Regions from separate parts of the Sus scrofa genome. Here all the other regions are linked to region 1. The links are chromatin contacts, called in public Hi-C maps. All regions are on one chromosome and are shown on one strand. The core of a region is the stretch at or near the end of the contact, and the rest is flanking DNA. Distances in the headings are between cores, read along the strand shown. Region 1 holds the start of CAP1 (adenylyl cyclase-associated protein 1). Region 2 holds the start of MYCL (protein L-Myc). Region 3 holds the start of MFSD2A (sodium-dependent lysophosphatidylcholine symporter 1).

What was found. Hi-C and Micro-C count contacts between places; a contact is called where the count stands out from the background.
Region 2: a contact with region 1 is called in a Hi-C map of liver, with 2.8 times the contacts expected there. The contact joins the promoter of MYCL here to the promoter of CAP1 in region 1. A contact is called at or near these places in 2 of 5 promoter capture datasets (fetal skeletal muscle and liver), 16 of 47 Hi-C or Micro-C datasets (brain, embryonic fibroblasts, fetal skeletal muscle and 9 more) and 1 of 2 datasets of contacts at active chromatin or transcription factors (alveolar macrophages).
Region 3: a contact with region 1 is called in a Hi-C map of embryonic fibroblasts, with 1.8 times the contacts expected there. The contact joins the promoter of MFSD2A here to the promoter of CAP1 in region 1. A contact is called at or near these places in 1 of 5 promoter capture datasets (fetal skeletal muscle), 4 of 47 Hi-C or Micro-C datasets (embryonic fibroblasts, heart right ventricle and skeletal muscle) and 1 of 2 datasets of contacts at active chromatin or transcription factors (alveolar macrophages).

Annotation. Positions count from the first base shown.
Region 1 is chr6:95,809,363-95,813,680 of Sscrofa11.1, forward strand. CAP1 (adenylyl cyclase-associated protein 1) reads left to right here and starts at 2,123. Exons shown (of 13, transcript XM_021095997.1): 1 at 2,123-2,897.
Region 2 is chr6:95,700,655-95,704,972 of Sscrofa11.1, forward strand. It overlaps MYCL (protein L-Myc), which reads right to left and starts at 1,973. Exons shown (of 3, transcript XM_003127827.5): 1 at 1,780-1,973; 2 at 927-1,431. The coding sequence starts at 1,422.
Region 3 is chr6:95,737,069-95,741,386 of Sscrofa11.1, forward strand. MFSD2A (sodium-dependent lysophosphatidylcholine symporter 1) reads left to right here and starts at 1,893. Exons shown (of 14, transcript XM_005656087.3): 1 at 1,893-2,176; 2 at 3,653-3,784. The coding sequence starts at 2,090.

The DNA of each region.
Region 1 (4,318 bases), core at 873-3,372:
TGTATAAATAAATGAATAAAGGAGTTTGTGTTGTGGCTCGGCAGTAAAGAAACTGACTAGTATGCATGAGGACACTGGTTCGATACTTGGCCTTGCTCAGTGGCTTAGGGATCCAGCATTGCCGTGAGCTGTGGTGTAGATCACAGACATGATTTGGATCTCACGTTGCTGTGGCTGTGGTGTAGACCGGCAGCTACAGCTGATCTGACCCCTAAGCTGGGAAATTCCATATGCCACAGTTTTGTCCATAAAAAGAAAAAAAAAAGAATAAATAAATTCCCTCCCAGTGGAGTTATAAGTGCATGTGTTCAGGTCCCTTAAAAGTTTAGAAGTTTCGGTGCTATGACATGTGTGCACTCTTTATAAAGAATCACTTTATTAAATGGTTTCACACGCATTATTGTTTGTTTCTCATTATAATCCCATTAATTATCACCAATTTATTTATTTATTTATTTATTTATTTTGCTTTTTAGGGCTGCACCTGTGGCATATGGAGGTTCCCAGGCTAGGGGTTGAATTAGAGCTGTAACCACCAGCCTACACCACAGCCACAGCAATGGGAGATCTGAGCCGAGTCTGCGACTTAGACCACAGCTCAAGGCAATGCCAGATCCTTAACCCGCTGAGTCCCGCTGAGTGAGGCCAGGGATTGAACCCACGACCTCATGGTTCCTAGTCGGATTCCTTTCCGCTGCACCACGATGGAAACTGCCCCAATTTATAGATGGGGAAATTTTCTTCCTTCTCTCTCTTTTTTTTTTCTTTTTTGCTATTTCTTTGGGCCGCTCCTGCGGCATATGGAGGTTCCCAGGCTAGGGGTCCAATCGGAGCTGTAGCTGCCAGCCTACGCCGGAGCCACAGCAACGCGGGATCCGAGCCTCTGCAACCTACACCACAGCTCACAGCAACGCCGGATCGTTAACCCACTGAGCAAGTGCAGGGATCGAACCCGAAACCTTCATGGTTCCTAGTCGGATTCGTTAACCACTGCGCCACGACGGGAACTCCCTTTCTCTTCCTTCCCTTTTCAGTTTCCTTCTTTTTCTCCCCTTCCTCTACATTGCACGTATAGTCTAGGTATTTCTCGTCTCTAACCCAAAAAAAGATTTGGAAGGACTAAATGTAGAGCTGATTGCAATGACGGCCAGGAGGCTATTTGCCCTGGGCTTCACATATATGAAGCACCAAATAGAACTTTTTCGTATTATGGCTGAGTAGAGTTTCTGTGCAGGTGAGTGTGTGTGTGAGAGAGAGTGATGTTTTTGTTAAATCTAAATATTTTTAAAATGCTACAGTTTGTATACCACATTTTGTCATATGGTCACTTGCTTTTAAACATCCTGGGAGTCATTACATTTAGAAGAGGCCCAGGTTCAGAAAAGTCAGGTAACTGGACCAAAGTCTGCCCCCTATTAAGGTGCCAAAGCCAGGACTGGAACTCAGAATGTCTCTCTACCCAAATGCATGACTGCCTCCAAATTGCTGCAGACGATTCCAGAATGGTCTAGCATAAGGTTTAAGCTCCGGGATTTAGTCAGATAGATATGTTCCCTTCAAAATTCTGACAGTTACTTTGTGAACTTGGCAAGTAATTCAACTCCATTTAAAAATTAGAAGCCATAATGGTACCTACCACAGAGAGTTCCTATTAGAATTAAATGAAAATGCACAAGCATTCAGCATAGCCCTGGCATATAGTCAGCGCGCAGTAAATGGTAACTGTTATTACAAGAACTGTATTTATTGAATGAGTGACTCTATATAACGCCTGCATTCAATTTGAGGATTGGAACTGACAGAGGCGTTCAGCTGAACGGGTGGAACCTGTAGCACTTGCCAATTTTTTTCTGGAAATAAATCTTTGTGGGAGGATAATCACTGGTTGGAAAGTGTGAGCCTTGAGGGAACAAAGCTCTGATCTCCAGGCCTGAGGGGCACGGAAGCGAAGTCTTCCCTGCGTGCAGCGGCCGCAGTGCGGAACGTCCCCCCGACTGAGCGGCATCCGACTAGGGCAGGATCTCTTCTAATTTCGCTCATCTTAATCTTGCGGACCACACCCTTCGCACCGAGAAGTAGGACTCCCAAACCGCGGGGCGGAGGCTGCTGCGCGGCACCAGACCTGACCATCTATGGTCACAGAGCGCACCGAACAAACAGGAAGTGGGGCAAGCTTCCACCTTCCCAGCCGAGGGCAGAAAGAGCAGGGCGGCGGCGGCACGCCCAGAAACCCCGGGCTGGGCCAGAGCGCCCTCGCAGACCCCCTCCCCACACCCAGCCCCCGGAGGTCCTCCAGGCACAACGTCCAGATCAATGGCCTCCTCACGTCACAAACGGGGAAATCGAGGTCTGCACGCCCAGAGGGAGGCGGGGTTTAGCTTTCATCCCCACGGAGAATGGACGGCCACCCAGAATAGCCGCCCTCAGAGAATCGTCCCCTCTAGTCCCTAGACCCCTTTCGGAATACTGCGAAAAGGGCCCGGCCTTTGCCATTGAAGCCAAACTGATGGGAGAATTAGCCACTCATTAGTCCTCCTTCTCCGGGGGTGGAGTTTAGCCAGTAATTTCGGTCCTTCATTGGCCCTGGCGCTTCCGGCTTCTACGGTTGATAGAGGGGCGTGGCTTAGCCTTAAGTACGCCGGCCTGCCCCTCCCTCAATGGGGCGGGGCTTTTTTCCTGCCTAGAGGGGATTCTCTCTCTTAGGCGTGGCGGATAGGGGGCGGAGTCACGAACGGGGCGGCCAGACATCCTCCCCGTCCCTCCTCTGGCCAGGCGTTTCAGCCGGCCGTTCATTTCCGGTGGGGGTGCCGCGCCCAGTGAGGGCCCGGAAGTGGGTCGCGCGAAGATTGCTGGGCGGTTCTTGCCGGAAGTGGAGAGCGGCTGATCGCAGTCCCGAGGTGAGGAACTCTGAGGTGAGTGTGCGCGTCCATGTAGGGACTGGGGTCCCCTCCGAGGCCCACTGGCCCCTGGCTTTGTTAATGGTTTTTCTGGCCTAGGCGCGTGCGGTGAGCCCTCCTGAGGGGCTCCGCGGCGAGGCCCTCAGGCCGACCTGGAGCCTGGGCGCGGTCTCTTGAGGTGAGGCCGGGGTGACCAACTGAGCTAGGCTCTCCTGGGGAGGCCCCCTCCGCTGGACCTCGCAGTTCTGACCATCAGCTTCAGCGGAGGCCTGGTTTCTGAGGTGCTCGTCCTGACTGAAAGGAACCTCTGAGATCTTTTTAGTCTTCCTTATCCCTGGTCTTGCCCCATTGCTCGGATGGGTAAATCGATCCCCGGAGAGACGGGCTGGTCTAAGATCTTACAGCGAGTGAGGGAAACAATCGGAATCTAGACCATAGTTTTTTAGATTATCAGCCTCAGATCCTTCCCGCGTTCATTTCCCAGGACCTTCTCTCTCTACCTTGGAGTGGTCTTCCAGGAGGTGTCGTCTCGTGGGCTATTGCAGGTTAAAGGTTCTCCGATGCGTGCAGCCTGTTTGGATTGCCTGGGGAATTGTTTTTTTTTTTTTTTTTTTTTTAAGAGAGGGCAGATCTTTGTATTTGTAATCAGATAACCTCCCCTTTCTCCTAGTCTATAGCGCTTATTCAAAAAAGCCCAGTTAACTCTGTCAAAGGTGTTGCATACTTCTGGACTTGAAACCATTTGGCTCGTGTTTGGTCTGGCCCCACTGCTAAGCATCGGTAGCCATAGGTGCTTGATTTACCTTTGAGCCTCGTTTTTCTCATCCTTTAAGTGGGGATCTCTGTACCTCAGGGGATGAAATTCAGTGCAACAAATTGTGTTTATTCCGTGTCAGGCACTCTGCCACGTGCAGAGAATGCAGAAACAAAACAAGGTAGACCCTGCCATCATGGAGCTGACAGTGTTTGCAGAGATTTTAACAAGTAACTATAAATACGATGAGTGTTAGGAAAGAAGAACAGGGTGCTTTAGAAGTATGCCACAGGGGCGCAGGAAAATCCCTTCTGCAGAAGCAGAGTTTAAGATGAATTTTGAACAATGAAGAGTTCTATGAAAAGAGAGTGAGAAACTTAAGGCAGAGGTTAGTATCAGAATGGTGTCGGTTGAAGCTCTTTATAGGGATCCCTGTCCAAGTAAAAACCAGGGACAGCCCAGCACTTTCATCATTCACCAGTCATTTATTGAGCCCTTAATAGGTGTGAAACACATATTAAATGGGGGACTTGGCGCTGGTGGCTAAGAATTCAGACGTTCTCATGGAGTGGAGGAGGGGGCAGACAAATCAGAGGTGACTTTCAGTGTCATGGTGCACTGTGTGAGCGCAAGGCTCACACAGAGGAAGAATACTTGAGCCAGGTTT
Region 2 (4,318 bases), core at 723-3,222, 110 kb before region 1:
TCAAGGATGGGGAAGAGAAGCCTGGAGCTCCAGATCTGTGACGCCAGAACCAAGCCCAGGGCTTGGCACAAAGTAGGGGCCAGTGAACATTTGCTGAATACAAATGAAGTAGCTGAAGCCCTCGGATGAATTGGGAGGGAGCTAGAGGAACACCTTCTCACCTCAGGCCAAAGCAAAAAGGCAAGTGGCTGCCTTTCTCACATAAACTACCACTGAGGTCCTCTAAACATCAGAGAAGTGCCTGGTTGGGATGGAGGATTGGGCAAAGGAGGCTGGCTAGATGGTGGGAAGCTGGGGTTCACGTATGGTGATTTCCTATTTCTAAGCCTCAGTGTTTCCATCTGTTAATGGGGAGTGGTCATTCCTTCAATACCTGTTTCAGGGGTGATGTGGATGTACACATAGTAACAGGCGGAGGTGCAAGAGGAGCCATTATTGCCATTTTAAAGTAAAGCAGGCAGGAGACCAGGTTTTTGAAAGGATGAAGGCTTCTTCTTTGCACAAAAGGCTCCTGAGGGGCTCCTCTCCCTAGGGGAGTGAGTTTCCCAGGGAAAGAGACAGCAACAAAAAAAGTCAAGCCTGGAGTGACCCTTAAGGGACCACTTCCAGCCTCTGGAGGACAAAAATCCCCTACGGCTCAATCCCAGTATTGTCCTCTCTAAGTGCCAAGCCTCACCCAGTCTCCCTTGTCCCCCGGGGCTCCAATCATCATCAAAGGGACGCTGGCTCCCACGCCACTACTTCAAACTGTTTACTAACACACCCACGTGCCAGACAGACACCGCTGGGGGCTACACCGGCAGCTTCAGCCAGAGGAAGGGGGAGGTGGCAGAAAGGCTTGCGCAGATCCAGTGCCTGACCTCAGCGGCAGAGGTTTGGCCACCCATGGGGTGCCCCCCTCTTGGATGGCCCAGGGCGGTCCTTACCCGAGTCGCTTGGGCTCTCGGACCCCGAGCAGGCCTGGGTCTTGGGCTCGCCCAGCGGACAAGGGGCAGCGGGTGCCGGACTGCCGGCTTCGAGGCTGGGAGCGCAGTCTGGGGCAGCGGGAGCCTTGGGCGGGTTTCCCCGGGGAGCGCCAGCGGCAAGCCGGTCGCTCACCGCTCTCTCCAGCCGTTCCCGGGCCGAGAAGCCGCTCCACATGCAGTCACGGCGGATGATGGAGGCGTAGTTCCTGCCCCAACCTTTCGAGTGACCCCGGATTTCTGCCTCGTCCGCAGCACCCCCTCCGGGCCACGGCTCCAGAGGACCAATTCCCGGGGCCGGGTCCCCGGCGCCAGGACCGGAGCCCCAGGGCGGCGACGTGGGGGGCGACGGCACCAGCTCGAATTTCTTCCAGATGTCCTCGCTGGGCGCCGTGGAGCGGTAGAAATCCTCCCCGCAGTCATAGTCGTAGAAATAGTGTTGGTACGAGTCGAAGTCCATGTCCGCTCCCTGCGGGAGGGAAGGGGGACGTGCTGACCCCGCTGCGGGCTCAGGGAGGGAGGCGTCCCTCGGCCCTCCAGCACAGCCTGCTGCCAGGCTCTTCTCCCTCCCCAACCTCTCGCGTCTTTCTCTAGTGTCCGGAGCAGCCCGGCCCTGGGTCAGAGTGCCCAAGGAAGCCGCTCACTGCGCGCGGTCTAGGCTGCGGGGAGCGAGTTCAAAGCAAACTTTGCCAGCGCCGCCCGGAGCGCAGCTCCCAGGGCCCGGCCGGGCCGGGCGGGGGCGCGCTGTGCCCTAAAGGCAGCCTGCAGCCCGCCCCCCCGGGACTGGCGCCCGTACCCTGGCCGCCCGCAGCCTCACCTCGCTCCCGCTGCCGGCCACCTGGAGCGGACCGGCTCCCCGCCGGCTCGGGGCAGCCCGGCAGCCCGGCAGCCCGGCAGCCCGCACACATGCACATGCGCGCCACCGAGCGCGCGGCCCGCATTCAGGAGCTCGCCCCCCGCGCGCGCGCTCCCGCCTTCACTCGCGCACGGCTGCCGGGACGCTCCCGGGAGCGGCGCGGGAGCGCGAGATGCAGGCGCATTGTTTCCCGGCTGCCTTATATCTCGTCGCGCGCCCAGGGCTCAGGGACCGGGGGCGGGCCCTACGGGACAAGCCCCGCCCTTCCCCGCCCCTCCCGGTCGACAGGTGGGGGCGGTGGAGTCTCAGCCCCCCCCAGTCCCCCGCCCCGCGCCCGGATCGTGGCTACTCTCTCCTGTTCTGTTCCCTGTATCTCTCAAAATGGATTGCACACTGGGGAGCGCAGAAGAGGCGGCAAGCTGATGCAGCCCGGCGGTTGCCTGATGGGGGCGTAACTCTTGAGCGAGGCCCGGGTGGTCCTCTGGAGGCCGAGGGAAACGCGCGCTACTTGCAGACTCTGGGCTGGAGAAGAGAACTACTCCCCGCCCCGCGAGCCTACTTCCTCGGGCTCGCCTCCTGTCGTTCTGGTGCGTCTGGCGAGGTAGGGTGGGGGCAGCCAAACGTCCACCACGCCACCTGGTGGCCCTTGGTCCTGAAGTGGGACTGGTCCCCAGCAACCGCTTCATCACCCTCTGGTCCGTTTCATCAGCTAGTGTTCCTAAACCTGGACAGACCTCAGCGAAGTAAGGTGGTGAGGACCCCAAACTTTGGATCCTGAAACTTAACCTTGCTGAGCCTTGGTCTCATCTATAAAATGAAGGGATGGTAATATCCCACAGGATTGTTGTGAGAATTTAAGAAGACAGAGTATCTAGTGAAGGGAACTAGGCCAAGAGAGGCAAGTAGAACAAACTTAGCCCCTGATGTGGGTGGTAAGGAGAATTTTTCCCCAAGACCAGGCCAGAGCTGAGATTCCCCCCCCTCACACCACACACAAAACTCGCTGTAGGAGCTGTACTAGTAGAGGAAAGAATGGGGATTTGCGGTCTGGAAACTTCTTTCAAGCCTTCAATTTGCCACTTGGTAGCTGTAGAGCCAAGTCATTTGAAGCCTCTGTTTACTTATGTGTAAAATGGGAACTTTGCTTGTAGCTCTGCATGTCTGTTTAAAATGATGGAGGTATAAGCCTTGTGTCCTCTTCTCCTCTTCTGTGCAGACTTCCTTCAATAGAAGAGGAAAAGTGGAGTTCCCGTTCGTTGCGCATGGGAAACGAATCTGACTGGGAACCATGAGGTTGCAGGTTCCATCCCTGGCCTCGCTCAGTGGGTTAAGGATCGGGTGTAGGTCACAGATGTGGCTCGGATCTGGCGTTGCTATGGCTGTGTAGGCCGGCAGCTGTAGCTCCCATTAGACCCCTAGCCTTGGAACCTCCATATGCCACGGGTGCAGCCCTAAAAGGACAAAAGACAAAAAAAAGGAGAAGAGGAAAAGCTAAACTATAGGAGCGTTCTATTTAGACCAAGGAAACTAACCTGGGATAGCAGCCCGTACATCTAGAATGCTCTAACTGGCATTCAAGGTCTGGTCTACAAACAGCAGCCTGATTACCTGCTGTCTGTCTCTCCCTCCCCATGGTCTAAGAGCACCAAACTCCTCACTGTCGACATCCTGGCAGAGGGATGTGAGATGTGCAAGTAGTTCATTGTGGTTGGAGCATGGGATACCAGTTGTAAGTTGATACATAGGTTGAGAGAAAAGACAAGGAAGATGACACCCTCAGTTTTGCTGTATGTCAGGTGCATGTGGGCATCTTCCAAGGCAGCAACTAGCTCTTGGTAGCTTTGCAATCTCAATACATAGAACAGCTTCTGACTGAACTTCCTGAGTGATTCAGGCAACCAGATTTTATTGAGATAGCCTGTGTACACCACACCGATTTGTGCTGAATGGAAGGCACAGCTCGGAAAGGTTGCAGGTTTGGTTGCAGCCTCAAGGCAGAGGGATTGGAACTGCCTTTTATGGACTTGTTCTCTGGTTCGCAGATGCCTGAAATGATTGCTGTACCAGAGTTTTTGGTTATAAGTGACAGATAAATTTAAGCAGAAAATCACTTTATTGGAAGGATTTGGGGCATATAACCCATGGGAGATTAGAAATATATGCTTGGAAAATGGGTCTTCTTTCTCTAGATGAGATTCCTTACTCAACAGGCCCTCCCCATGGTTGATAGAGGGTGATATCTGAGGACGACCAAGGGGTGGCCTCACCTCAAGAACGAGGATAGGAGTTCTTATGTTGCAGCAGACTAGGAACCATGAGGTTGCAGGTTCAATCCCTGGCCTCACTCAGTGGGTTAAGGATCTGGTGTTGCCGTGAGCTATGGTGTAGCTCGCAGACGCGGCTCAGATCTGCATTGCTGTGGCTGTGGCGTAGGCCAGCAGCTGTAGCTCTGACTCAACCCCTAGCTTGGGAGCCTCCATATGCCTTGGTTTCAGCCCTA
Region 3 (4,318 bases), core at 643-3,142, 73 kb before region 1:
GGGGGCCAGTCCAGGCCCTTTTCACAGTATTCAGTGGCCTCATTTTGGTTCTCTTCTGCTCAGCAATGGCCAAGAACTTTATGCCAAGACGGGGATCTGCTAGGGCAGATGAGGAAGCTTGGTGTGGCCATCCTGGGGCAGCCAGACCTCATCTCTCCTCATGGCAATCAGATTTTATAAAGAAAAATAAGGGGAGGAACCTGAACAGAGCAACCACAGGAACGGGAGTGAGTGGCCTTTGAGCATCCCACAAACTGCTTCATTAATCAGTACCAACTGGCCTCCACAGGGCATTTTATTTTATTTAATTTATTTTATTTTATTTTTTCATTTTTTTTGTCTTTTCTAGGGCCTCACCCACAGCATATGGAGGTTCCCAGGCTAGGGGTTGAATCAGAGCTGTTGTCGCCGGCCTCCACCAGAGCCACAGCAACTCCAGATCCAAGCCGTGTCTGCCACCTACACCACAGCTCACAGCAATGCCGGATCCTTTACCCACTGATGGAGGCCAGGGACCGAACCCGAAACCTCATGGTTCTATTTGGATTCATTAACCACTGAGCCACGATGGGAACTCCCCAACAGGGCCTTTTAAATGTCTGGAAAGTAGAAGGTGATGGTGGCAAAAGGGACCCAGAGGTGGTAGAAGACTGTTTTCTGGCTTCTGTCTCTGGCCTCTCATCTTCTTTCAAGGACCAGTTTAATCAGTGCTCCTTTTGCCTTTCCTTGATTGTTTCAACACAGAGCTTTGTGTCTCCCAGGGCTTTTCTTTTTCTTTCTTTTTTGCCTCTCTCTCTCTCTCTTTTTTTTTTTTTTTTTTTTTTTTTTTTGTCTTTTTAGGGCCACATCCACAACATATACCAATTCCCAGGCTAGGGGTAAATCAGAGCAGTAGCTGCTGGCCTACACCACAGCTCACCGCAACGCTGCTGTATCCTTGACTCACTGATCGACGCTAGGGATCGAACCCGCGTCCTCATACTTAGATACTAGTCGGTTCCGTTACTGCTGAGCCACGATGCGAACTCTTCCCCCAGGGCTTTTCTTATTGGGGATGCTCGTGGGGGTTTGCATTTTTTTTTTTTTTTTTTTTTCCTGAGAGGGATAGAGCGGGTCTGTGCCTTGAAATGGGGCAAAACCTTCCAGGCTTGGCTCTGCCACATAACAGCTCTTTCATCTCTCTGCGTTCTCTCGGCTGTAAAACAGGGATAATAATAGTACCACCCTCACAGTGTGGTTATGAGCACTGAATGGGATCACGTCAAGAATGAAGGAAGCTCTCCATAAAATACCACTGTTATCATCACTGTGTGCGGGTGGTTGTGGTCCTCATTTCCTCCCACAACTTGGAAGCTTCCTGCGGGCAGCGCCAGCGACCGCGCAGCCGGTCTTTCTACCCCATCGCGAGGACCCCTAAAAATGCCAGTGTCGGGAAGAGGGAAGGGTCCGTTCGCGGAGAGGAAAGAGAAGTATAGGTCAGAAAAGTTCCAACTACATCCTCCCGGTTTGGACCAGAGGGAAACTTGACCTGACTCCAGATTCTAAAGGGGGCAGTGGGCTTTCTGAGCCTCTGTCTTTCCTAGGCCTGAGGGTCAGACATCATGGGGTGTAGATCTCACTCTGGGAGAACTCTCTTGGGGGGATCTCGGGCAGATCAGGTGGGTCTCCCGGCCTTCTCTCGTTGGGGGGCGGGAGGGGTTGCGAAAAGCACGCGCAGCCGGATGCGGGTTCCCAACTGGAGAACGTGGCTCAGCGGCACAAGCTGCGGGGCGGTATGGGCAGGCTGGCGCCCGGCGAGCTCGAGGATTGGCCGCCGGCGGAGAAGCAGAATTCTGGGATTGGCTGAATTGCAGAGGGCGGGGGCCCAACCTTTAAGAAGAGCGAGGGGGCGTGCAGGGGAGTGTGAGCTTCGCCTAGCCGCCTGCCGGGTGTACTATCGCGCGGCAACCGTGGCGGCGGCGGCGCCGGAGCCGGCTACGACTACAACGAGAGCCCGGGAGGAGCGGAGGCCCGCGGAGCAGAGGAAGGAACATCGCGGAGCAGAGGAGCATCCCGGCCTCCCGGTCCCGGGCGGCGTGGCCCGCGGATTATGGCTAAAGGAGAGGGCGCCGAGAGCGGCTCCGCGGCGGGGCTGCTGCCCACCGGCATCCTCCAAGCGGGTGAACGTCCGGTCCAGGTGAAGGTGAGGGCCCGGCACCGGGTGGGGTGGCGGGGCAGGCTGATATGGGGGAGTAGAGGAATAAACCTGGTTCTGGGACACCTTGGGCCAGCCAGGAACAGGAGGACCCAGAGGCAGGAAGGGGCCCTAGGATGCCCGGGGTGGGGGGCGGGGGCAGGGAGTGATGGAGAAGGTTTGCAGGCGGCGGCCCTCTTTTTAACCACCCCTGCTCTGGCTAAGTCTGAGGAGCGGCCGCGCCGGCTGCTCCACGTGTGCCGGGCTCTGCCTAGTCAGTTTGCCTACCTCTGTGACGAGTAGCTTAAGTTTGCTACACTGGAAGCCAGAGAGACCTCAGAGATCTGAGAAATCCCCCTTGGTTTCCCATCTCTCAGCCCCCTCTTCCCCGCCCCCACATCCTACGAGTGCTTCTCAACTCCGCTTGAGAGGGCCGCTCAAGTTCATTCATAAGAACCAGGGCTCCGCTCTTAAAGGAGCCGCATTCCGCAGTCGTTTGTGTGAGTGTGGGTGTTGGTCCCGCGCGGCGCTTTGCGTGACTTGACCTTCGGCCCCAATTCTAGTTCTGTGGACAAAATGAAGGACTGTATGGCATTAGGAGGCCCCAGGGAGGGATCCCAGGCAATAGATACCTGCCTGGGAGGTGACTGCTTTTTCCTTTTCATTTTATTAACCAGTCCTTGGAAGGAGCTTGGGTAAGCAATTATGCTGCTACATGTATGAGTAATCTCTTTTTTCCCAGGGCAACCTTAACTTCCCTAGTGCCCCACCCAGACAGGGCCCAGCCCTGCACCTAGAGGCCTTTCCTCCCCTCTCCAAGATCCCTTGGGAACGGGGTGAGGGGGGTGGGGGGTGGGGGACAGGGAGAGGGAAGGAGGGTAGGACAGCTCCTGGGTTTGCTTGAAGGTCTGGCTGCCTCCAGGGGCCAGGGAGGCTCTGGGACAGATGGAAGGAACAGCTGTGCCTACAGCCAGCTGGGCTGGGCCCTTATAGATCTCTAGAGCCCTCACCCACTAGGCAGGTGGGTTCTGGCCTCTGAATCAGGGCGGGAGCCAGAGTTGGGTTTAGCCAGCTCTTGGCAGCAAGAGGATTTTCAGGTTGCGGCAGTTGGTGCCGGGTGGGGACAGGTCCGCTGCTGGAGCAGCATGCTCCCCCTCCAACTGGGAAAGAAACATGTCTGAGGCCTTGGGAGGGAAGTTAAGGGATGATGGGCTGATAAGGATCCAGGGTTGAGGGTGGCTTAGGGGTACTTCCAGTATGGGTTCCCCTTTTCAAGATTCCTAAGAACAGAGAATACCTTTCTTTTCTTCTGGGAAGTGGGATCTCCCTGGGTGGGAACAGGGCAAGGCAGACTTGGTTCCTCCTGGCAGAGTTGGCTGAAGGGATGGTCCTGCCTCTGGAAACTAGTAGGATGTGGACAGGATTGTGGATCTCTTTTCATTCATGGATTCTCTTTTCATTCTTTTCTCCTCTTGCCAGAAGGAGCCGAAGAAGCAAAAACAGTTGTCCGTTTGCAACAAGCTTTGCTATGCAGTTGGGGGGGCCCCCTACCAGGTGACGGGATGTGCCCTGGGGTTCTTCCTGCAGATCTACCTGTTGGATGTAGCTCAGGTAAGTGGGCTGAGCCCCTCAGGACTCTGCCATCATCCCGAGGGGGGAAAAGACTATGGACTCCCCGGGTAGGGTCATTTCCCCCATCTGTGAAATGGACCTGGGAATCCCATGAGAAATAAGGCTTTGAGGAGTATCTAGAAGAGGAGTCTCTCTGCCCCACGAGTCTTAGCTGGCAAGGTCAGGCAACTCCTTCTTGCCTGGCAAGAGCAACAGATCCTGGAGGGGTAGGCAGCAGCGGCGGTAGTGTGAAAGAATGGAGCCTGCTGTGACGTTTTTCTTAGAAGAGACTGGCACACCATGTCCCCAGCTGTCAGCTGGCTTGGCTCCGGGGTTGGTGGATGTTGCCGGGCCTGTGGACAACACGCATCCCACCTTCACCTGAGGAGCAGGGGCATGTTAGTAGGCAGAGGGACCCTCAAGTCCTGGGTACCCTACTACGCAGGGTCTTTGACCAGGAGAGGTACTCCGAGTAAAGCAGGGCTCCACTATGCTTTGCGAAACCTTGGCCAGCTGCCTGGCATCCTGAGAATG